2 separate regions of the Mus musculus genome follow, and region 1 is linked to region 2. A link is a contact called in public HiChIP or PLAC-seq data. All regions are on one chromosome and are shown on one strand. The core of a region is the stretch at or near the end of the contact, and the rest is flanking DNA. Distances in the headings are between cores, read along the strand shown.

The links. HiChIP or PLAC-seq counts read pairs in DNA pulled down with a chosen protein or histone mark.
Region 1: a contact with region 2 is called in an H3K27ac HiChIP or PLAC-seq map of the HPC-7 cell line, with 6 times the contacts expected there. The contact joins two enhancer-like sites. A contact is called at or near these places in 30 of 484 Hi-C or Micro-C datasets (CD8 T cells, DN3 thymocytes, LSK cells and 18 more) and 23 of 115 datasets of contacts at active chromatin or transcription factors (CD8 T cells, the HPC-7 cell line, a beta-TC-6 cell line and 18 more).

Annotation. Positions count from the first base shown.
Region 1 is chr17:5,883,767-5,887,803 of GRCm38.p6, forward strand. Snx9 (sorting nexin 9) reads left to right here. Exons shown (of 18, transcript NM_025664.6): 2 at 3,231-3,317. Among named protein-coding and RNA genes, the nearest start is that of Gm35474, 37 kb to the left of the region's middle. Within about 2 kb of position 1,870, at least 98 of the 459 cell types and tissues checked have an H3K27ac peak or open chromatin away from gene starts, as enhancers often do. A contact at or near this core is called in CD8 T cells, the HPC-7 cell line, bone marrow-derived macrophages and 2 more, where this site is marked.
Region 2 is chr17:5,812,403-5,816,931 of GRCm38.p6, forward strand. It overlaps the pseudogene Gm10231. Among named protein-coding and RNA genes, the nearest start is that of 3300005D01Rik, 16 kb to the left of the region's middle. Within about 2 kb of position 1,614, at least 115 of the 459 cell types and tissues checked have an H3K27ac peak or open chromatin away from gene starts, as enhancers often do. A contact at or near this core is called in CD8 T cells, the HPC-7 cell line, bone marrow-derived macrophages and 2 more, where this site is marked.

The DNA of each region.
Region 1 (4,037 bases), core at 620-3,119, 72 kb after region 2:
ATAGGAAGTAGTCAGCAGACACTGGAGCTGAGGCCGTGTGTATAGGAAGTAGTCAGTAGACACTGGAGCTGAGGCCGTGTGTATAGGAAGTAGTCAGTAGACACTGGAGCTGAAGCCGTGTGTATAGGAAGTAGTCAGCAGACACTGGAGCTGAGGCCGTGTGTATAGGAAGTAGACAGCAGACACTGGAGCTGAGGCCGTGTGTATAGGAAGTAGACAGTTACACTGGACCTGAGGCCGTGTGTATAGGAAGTAGACAGTTACACTGGAGCTGAGGCCGTGTGTATAGGAAGTAGACAGTTACACTGGAGCTGAGGCCGTGTGTATAGGAAGTAGGCAGTAGACACTGGAGCTGAGGCCGTGTGTATAGGAAGTAGGCAGTAGACACTGGAGCTGAGGCCGTGTGTATAGGAAGTAGTCAGCAGACACTGGAGCTGAGGCCGTGTGTATAGGAAGTAGACAGTTACACTGGACCTGAGGCCGTGTGTATAGGAAGTAGACAGTTACACTAGAGCTGAGGCTGTGTGTATAGGAAGTAGACAGTTACACAGGAGCTGAGGCCGTGTGTATAGGAAGTAGACAGTTACACTGGAGCTGAGGCCGTGTGTATAGGAAGTAGGCAGTAGACACTGGAGCTGAGGCCGTGTGTATAGGAAGTAGACAGTTACACTGGAGCTGAGGCCGTGTGTATAGGAAGTAGACAGTTACACTGGAGCTGAGGCCGTGTGTATAGGAAGTAGACAGTTACACTGGAGCTGAGGCCGTGTGTATAGGAAGTAGACAGTTACACTGGAGCTGAGGCCGTGTGTATAGGAAGTAGGCAGTAGACACTGGAGCTGAGGCCGTGTGTATAGGAAGTAGTCAGCAGACACTGGAGCTGAGGCCGTGTGTATAGGAAGTAGACAGTTACACTGGACCTGAGGCCGTGTGTATAGGAAGTAGACAGTTACACTAGAGCTGAGGCTGTGTGTATAGGAAGTAGACAGTTACACAGGAGCTGAGGCCGTGTGTATAGGAAGTAGACAGTTACACTGGAGCTGAGGCCGTGTGTATAGGAAGTAGGCAGTAGACACTGGAGCTGAGGCCGTGTGTATAGGAAGTAGACAGTTACACTGGAGCTGAGGCCGTGTGTATAGGAAGTAGACAGTTACACTGGAGCTGAGGCCGTGTGTATAGGAAGTAGACAGTTACACTGGAGCTGAGGCCGTGTGTATAGGAAGTAGACAGTTACACTGGAGCTGAGGCCGTGTGTATAGGAAGTAGGCAGCAGACACTGGAGCTGAGGCCAGTATCTATTTGTGAGTCTGCATCCATTTGTGCTGCCACAACAGAATGCAGAGGGCAGGCAGCTTACAGAGACTGGAATTTATTTCACCAGCATTACAGATACAGGGAAGTCAAATTCAAGACTCTATTAGCCCTCCTTCTGTGCATCAGGTGGAGGGGAGGATGCCGGTCCTCACGTGGCAGAAAAGCTAGAGAGTAAGCCCTCTCTAAGAAGTCTGGTTTGTAGCAATGCATTCTGAGTGTAGTAGCAGCTCCGTTAGGTTCCTGCTCAGAACACCGGACCCGGGGTGATGGCTGAACATGAGCTTTGAAGGGCACACACTCTCCAACCATCGTGTTGTGGCTGTTCACCAATGTCTAGAGTGCGAAGCAGTTTCCACCCATCGCTTTGCGTGTCACTGTCTCGCATTCCACTTCACAGAATTACACATAGTCACCAGGGCCTTCAGGATTCAGTACCTGGGGAGCAACTGAATTTAGCTGAACTGAAAAATGCAACAGGCATCTCAAGGAGCAACAACAAAGCAGCAGGTTGCTCCCCAGCCTGGAGCTGGGCCAGCAGGCCGGGCTCTGCTCCAGAGGAAGCTCACTTCCTTCCGCAGGCCGCCCTCCCATTTATCTCCCCCTGCCCTCGCCGCAGAGGGCTGAGGTTGATGTGACATGCCTCCAAAAAACATCCCACAATGTGACAAGCAGAATTCTATCGACTGTGCAGCTGTGTGAGGACAGTACCTCCACGTGGTTTCTTTGTCCGTTGTCCTGGGCTGTGTAGACTGGCAGTGTTTGTCCCCTTGCCTGTCCCTCAGCCTCAGCCCCTTCCTTGCTGCCAGGAGACAGCGGATGGGGTTTCTTGACTGACAGACTACACTGCCATTTGTTTCTTTCCAGGATTTTTTTAAGGAAAAATTTCAAATGTGGGCAAAAGTCAAAAAAATTTTCCACTGAACATTATGAAGCACCCGTTAAAGCGTGTCGGAGCTTTAAGTACCTGGCCCATGGCTTGTTCACAGATAGTTTCTATTACTTTTGTATGTATTTCAAGGTAGTGGGGCCCCTCTCATCTTCTCACTACGTGTGAGTCTTCCATCTCTGTTAAAATAGTTGGAATTGAAGCAGCTCTGAGAGGAAGACAGTGGTGAGTTCAGGCTGGTCCTTCTCTGCTGGCTGCTGGCTACTGGCTGCTGGCTACTGGCTGCTGCCTGCTGCCTGCTGCCTGCTGCCTGCTGCCTGCTGCCTGCTGCCTGCTGCCTGCTGCCTGCTGCCTGCTGCCTGCTGCCTGCTGCCTGCTGCCTGCTGCCTGCTGCCTGCTGCCTGCTGCCTGCTGCCTGCAGGGCGTTTACTGAGGATAGGTTTAGTGAGTGCAGCTGCACTGTCCTCTGTCACAGCCACATGCCCCACAAGTAGGTGATCCACTTTGAAAGTTCGAAAATCAGAGCTATTTGGGAGAACTGGCTAGTATACATAGTCCTGTTGTAGCTCTTGGTCCGGCGGAAAGTGTGGAAGAGTGTCCGTGTCTGCTGTGTGAGGCTAGAAGTCATCCTAGGGGCTAGCTCCTGGGCTGAAGAGTGATCCCAAGAGTTTCTGTCGTGTGTAAGGCTGGCATAGCATGCCTGCCTGTGTGCAATGCCTCCATTCCTGAGTGGACCCATTACCAGTGCCTGCATCTGCTTCTGACCACATGGAAGGGGAGGGCTTTTGCTTTAATGAAGCAGGTGTGTTTGGAATTGTATTTTAGGACCAACCTCTCTAAATGCAATATGTGCAGGGGCTCTAGTCATTGGGTTCTGAAGGAGCTAGGTGTCCTGAACTGTCTCTCCTTTTCTCCTGGTCAGCCACAGGCACTGTCAGGTTCACACAGTTGCACTTACAGGCAAGCTAAGATGTTGAGATCTGTTTTGGACTTAACATTTGTAACGTCCTCTTTTCCTGCCCACTTCCTGCAGGCTCGGGTCATGTACGACTTTGCTGCTGAGCCTGGAAACAATGAGCTGACCGTTACTGAAGGAGAAATCATCACAGTTACAAACCCGGTAAGAGCGGGCGAGCGTACAGTGCTGTGGATGTGCGTTCATGTGGTGCCTTTCTTCTACATGCTCAGCAGCTCACATCGGTGTTTCAGCTGGTGCTTATGAAATGCTGATGCTACAAGAAGCTGTCACATGCACACCTAGAGAAGTTCAGCCCCTGCATGTGGCTGAGTGTGTGACTAAATTTATTGCGCCTCTTTTTTGCTGGTGTTCCCTAACATTTGTAGCCTGCCAAGCATCTGTTGTGGTTCTGAAATCAACTCCCAGTGGTTTGTCCCTACGCTACAGGGCTGAGTCTCTGTAATACATAGGCAGTCATGCCGACGGTCCTAAACAGCTTAGTTTCTGATTGCTCTCTCTGTTCTTAGCCTGACCCTGTAGTAGGATTACCAGAAAGCAGTGTGTGTTAGCTTAGCTCCCAGCAGGGCCACAACACCGTGTTCATAAACCCTCTTTGAACTTGTGTGTGCACATAGAGGCGTTCATCTTCATACATGCACGAGCAGCTCTGACTACACCGCTCTTCCCTTCCCTTCCTTTCCCATAAGCATTTGTGTGGTCTCTGGGTTCAGACTCCCTCTGGTGGAAATTTAGCACATTTCTTTTTATAGAATACAATTTTTATAGCCCATTGAGTTTCTTCTGTGATCTTTGTTGCTCAGAAGTAAACAATACCATTATTAAATCATCCAGGCCACGCACGCTCTGTTATCTCTGTGGTAG
Region 2 (4,529 bases), core at 364-2,863:
CTCTGGAGTACAATTTGAAGTTGGAAATGGTGATACCTCCAGTGCTTCTTCTATTATTCAGGATACTGAGGTCTGGCCTGGTGCTGTCCCCTGTTCCTGACGGGCCTCCCTGGGTAGCCTGGGAGTCAGGCCATTCTGTTTTCTCCACTAAGAAGGAAGGCTGAAGATGCAGTGTGAACCTCAACAGGATGTGGCACAGTTGGTGGATAATTAGAGTGTGCACTCCACAGAAAGCTGTTAGAACTAAGTATTATTTTTCTAGGCACTCTGAAAGGAAGACTTTACAAGCATCGACTGGTGACTCTCAAGGTGACTCGAGAATGTGGCCACTGACTGGTGTGCCTCCATCCTCCCAGAAGAGGGATTTATGAGCATCCCCATGGAAGGATGTGACCTTCCAGGGCCAGAACTGTGTCCAGCATAGAAATGGAGACCCACGCCAGGCGTGGTGGCGCACGCCTTTAATCCCAGCACTCGGGAGACAGAGGCAGGCGGATTTCTGAGTTCGAGGCCAGCCTGGTCTACAGAGTGAGTTCCAGGACAGCCAGGGCTACACAGAAAAACCCTGTCTCGAAAAACCAAAAAAAAAAAAAAAAAAAAAAAAGAAAAAAAAAGAAATGGAGACCCAGAAGTAGACAGGACTCCCAGTTAGATGTGAATTTCAGAGAAGTGACAGAAAAGCAACTTACATGCTTTGCTTTCCAAAAAACTGTTCCATGAAACATCATTTCATAGAAAAATTACTGGGGCTGGAGAGTTGGCTCAGCAATTAAGAATACTTGCTGCTCTTGTGGAGGGACTCAAGTCCAGCTCCCAGCACCCACGTGGCAGCTTCCAACTGCCTGTCACTCCAATGTCAAATGATCTGATATCCATTTCTGGCCCCCATCCACACTCACCACACTTCTACAGTACACAGACACACATACAAGCAAAATACCCATAAGCAAACAGTAAAAATGCAAATTAAAATGTTCATTGTCTACCTGAAGCTCAAGTTTAATTGAGCCTTCTGTCTTTGTTTCATCTTTTCACCAAACCTGGCAACCCTATGTAGAAGCATGACCTTCATCTGCTATTGGCAGTAATGTTGCTCCCATGGCATGTAAACACCCCTCCTTAAAGCTGATGTTTGTTAGAGATGCTACTCACCTGTATTCTGCAGTTGCGGCCCTCGTAGTCAGATCATGTCTATCCTGTGTATCTACACAGAACATCACACTGTTTAAACAGGACTTTGTGAAGCTAAGAGGACTTAGGTTGGCTGGACTTGAGGTTGGCTAATCTGATGTTATGGTTTTCAAGGTTAAAAAAAAAAAAAACAGATAATGGAATTACCCATGTTCAACCATCCTGTATAGGTTGCTAGTGAGTAAATTCCTAAGAACAGGGTGTCCTATGCCCACCCACCCCTTCTCAGAGGTCCAGCTGGGACCCCTTATGGATGACCATGTGGTCCTGTGACGTTGTCCGCTTGCCACCTTCGGGTCCTCCAGAGGAAGCCTTAGTCCAGCTCATGTGATTCCCCCGAGGGAGAGCATGTTTACTCACTATAACAGACAGCTTTCATTCCTCACCAGATTCTCTGAGCAGCGTTGACTGTGGAAAATGGGCTCTAGTGATGACTCAGAGACCCAGGAAGGGCAGGCCTTGAGAGAATAAAGATAGCACGAGTAGCCTGCAGCATCTTTGTCTTTCTTGAAAGGACTTCCTTAATTCTGCACGCTGTAAGCAGAAAGCATCAGCTGGGTTGGCTGGAAATAGCTGTAATACACATGAGAGCAGCAACACCCTGTGTGTGTGTGTGTGTGTGTGTGTGTGTGTGTGTGTGTGTGTGTGTGTGTGTGTGTGTGTGTATGTGTGTGTGTGTGTGTGTGTGTGTGTGTGTGTGTGTGTGTGTGTGAGTGTGTGTGTGTGTGTGTGTGTGTGTGTGTGTGTGTGTGTTTGTGTGTTATTTGAGCTAGAGGCAAATGAAAACAGATGCAATAAGCCCTCCTAGGGCTTCCCTAATCTGATGAAAAGCAGGAAGTTCTGAGACTCACAGGCCACTAGATGTCCCTTCTGAAGGAGCCTGGGGGTCTTGAAGACGATTCCAAGCACAATGGGACTGTAAAGTAAAGACTTTCTAAAATAGTCTTTTCTGCTCTTAGTGTCCATATAAAAAGCCAAACTTCCTGCTTACCTGTCTCTTGATTCTCTTAAGAGTCCCTACTGTTTGTTAAGGTCCCTGGTAGTAGCTATCTCTTAGGACTGCCCCTGACTGGCTTTCTACTAAGCACATGTTAGTAATTTGACTGGTGTTCTCTTGCTTGTCTGTCTTTTGTCAGGGTCACAGCTGAGAAATTTCGATGACAGAGGAAATGGTTCTTGTATCCCACAGCCACATACAGAAACATGCTGCTGTCATGATATGTAGAAAGCTATAAAATAGTATTTTCTAAGTGGATTTGGGTAAAGTAAAGAAACATATTGTGGTAATTTAGGATAATCTCTAAAAAAACAAACAGAGGCACAAGGAATAAATGTTATTGATGTATGATTTAAGTGTTGAGATATTTCCCGAAAAACAACATAAGAAAGGAAAATTCAGGAGGGAAGCCTTAGAAGAGGCAGTTAGGGAGTGAATCTGAGGACAGTAAACTTAAATACAAGGAAGATGAGCAAGACCTGCTTGCGTGCTGTCGAGAGAGACACACACTAAGGACAGACACAGGGGTCGAAGTTAACTGCAGAGAGAACGGAGGCATCAGCATTAGTTTGGACAAAATAAGCATCAGGGTGAGGAGTAGTATTGACACAGGAGACATTTTTGGACTACAAAGAGGCCAGGGCCTCAGAAGGCACAGTGACAGTGTGGTTGCTTCAAATGGCATGCAGCAAGCAGTAAAGATGGCAGCAATGAGGGAACAGAGAGGTCCTGGCTCCCTGTTGGAAGTCCTAACACTTCCTCTTAGAAAGAAAGAAAGAAAGAAAGAAAGGAAGGAAGGAAGGAAGGAAGGAAGGAAGGAAGGAAGGAAGGAAGGAAGGAAGGAACCGGAGCCGACTTCAGTGGAGTGAGAATAGAGAAATTGTAACATTGTAACCAAAGCGGCTGCTGAATCTGAAGTTCTCTGCAGCCTGAACTCTGTGTCCTGCAATGAAGGGAGGGGCTGGGGAATCTGCATTTTGGAAGTCCGATAAGCGATCTCCATTCCCAAACACCAGACTCCTTGAGGCTTTTCCATGTTTGGTTATTAAGGAGCCCCACTCGCAGGAGGTTTGAACATGTCTTATTATCCTCCTTTTCTTTCTCTTTTTCCCCCCTTTTTTGGCGTGCCTGTGTGCGCATGCACTGCCGCGTGGGTGCGTGCCACAGAGTGGAGAGCTGTTGATGTCCTCGGTTACCAGCCCTCACCTCTCCCCTCGTTTGATGCTTGTTGTCTTTGTTGTTCAGGACTGTATCTGCCAAGCACCGTGGCCCTCGAGCTTCCTGGGACCTCCTGTCTCTGCCGCCCATCTCACCTTGAGAGCAGATCCTGCAGATATTGCTACACCTAGCTTTTTACATAGCTTCTGATGATTTGAGGTAAGATCCTCACACTTGTGGCGAGCACGTTACCCACACCATCCCCCAGGCCCAGGATGGTGACTTTTTTTTTTTTTTTTCATCTTATTAATACAGTATTTATTTGTCTTCTCTCTGTCAAACCCTGAGCCAAGCACTTTCCCCAGACTTCTTGGGGAGTTACAGGAAAAGGAACATACAGGGCAGACGAGACACGAAAGAACCATGGGAGGTGGAAGTGGAGACAGCTGCTTCACATGGCGAAGAGGATGAGAAAGGCCACCATTAGGCAAAAGAGCCCCATGGCCTCTGAGAGGGCAAAGCCCAGAATCGCGTAGGAGAAGAGTTGTTGCTTCAGAGAAGGGTTCCTGGCATAGCCAATGATGAGACTCCCAAAAACAGTCCCAATCCCTGCCCCAGAGCCAGCCACCCCAACTGTCGCAGCCCCAGCTCCAATGAACTTGGCAGCTGTGTCGATGTCCCTTGAAATGGCGCTGGTTTGGAAACTGCGGCTAGGGATAAGTGAAGTCAGAGGCCGCCGGACCGCCAAGCTGCTGAGGCTCTCATCTGTTGGCATCTGTGGTCGCTTCAACTCCACTGCAGACAGCGGACGACTCAGCAGCTGAGAGGTGCTCCTGAGAGAGGTGCTCCTGATCAGGGAGCGGGTAGAGACGAACTTGGAGCAGGCGTACATTTTCAGGGGTGAGGGGCCGAGGCAGGAGGGCTGCTCCCAGGGCAGAGAAGACAGAGAGGGGAGGATGGTGACTTTTACCATCAACTTGACTGGGCCAGAAGATGTCCAGATAGTTGATCAAATATTGTCCCTAGGTGTTGCTGGTATTGTTTTTAAATGAGATTCCCATTTTAATCAGCAAGCTGAGTCAAGACATTGCTATCCCTGATCTGAGAGGACTTACCCAAACATTTGAAGGCCTTCGACAATTCTCCAGACAGAATTCCTTCTATCTGACTGCCTTTGAAATGC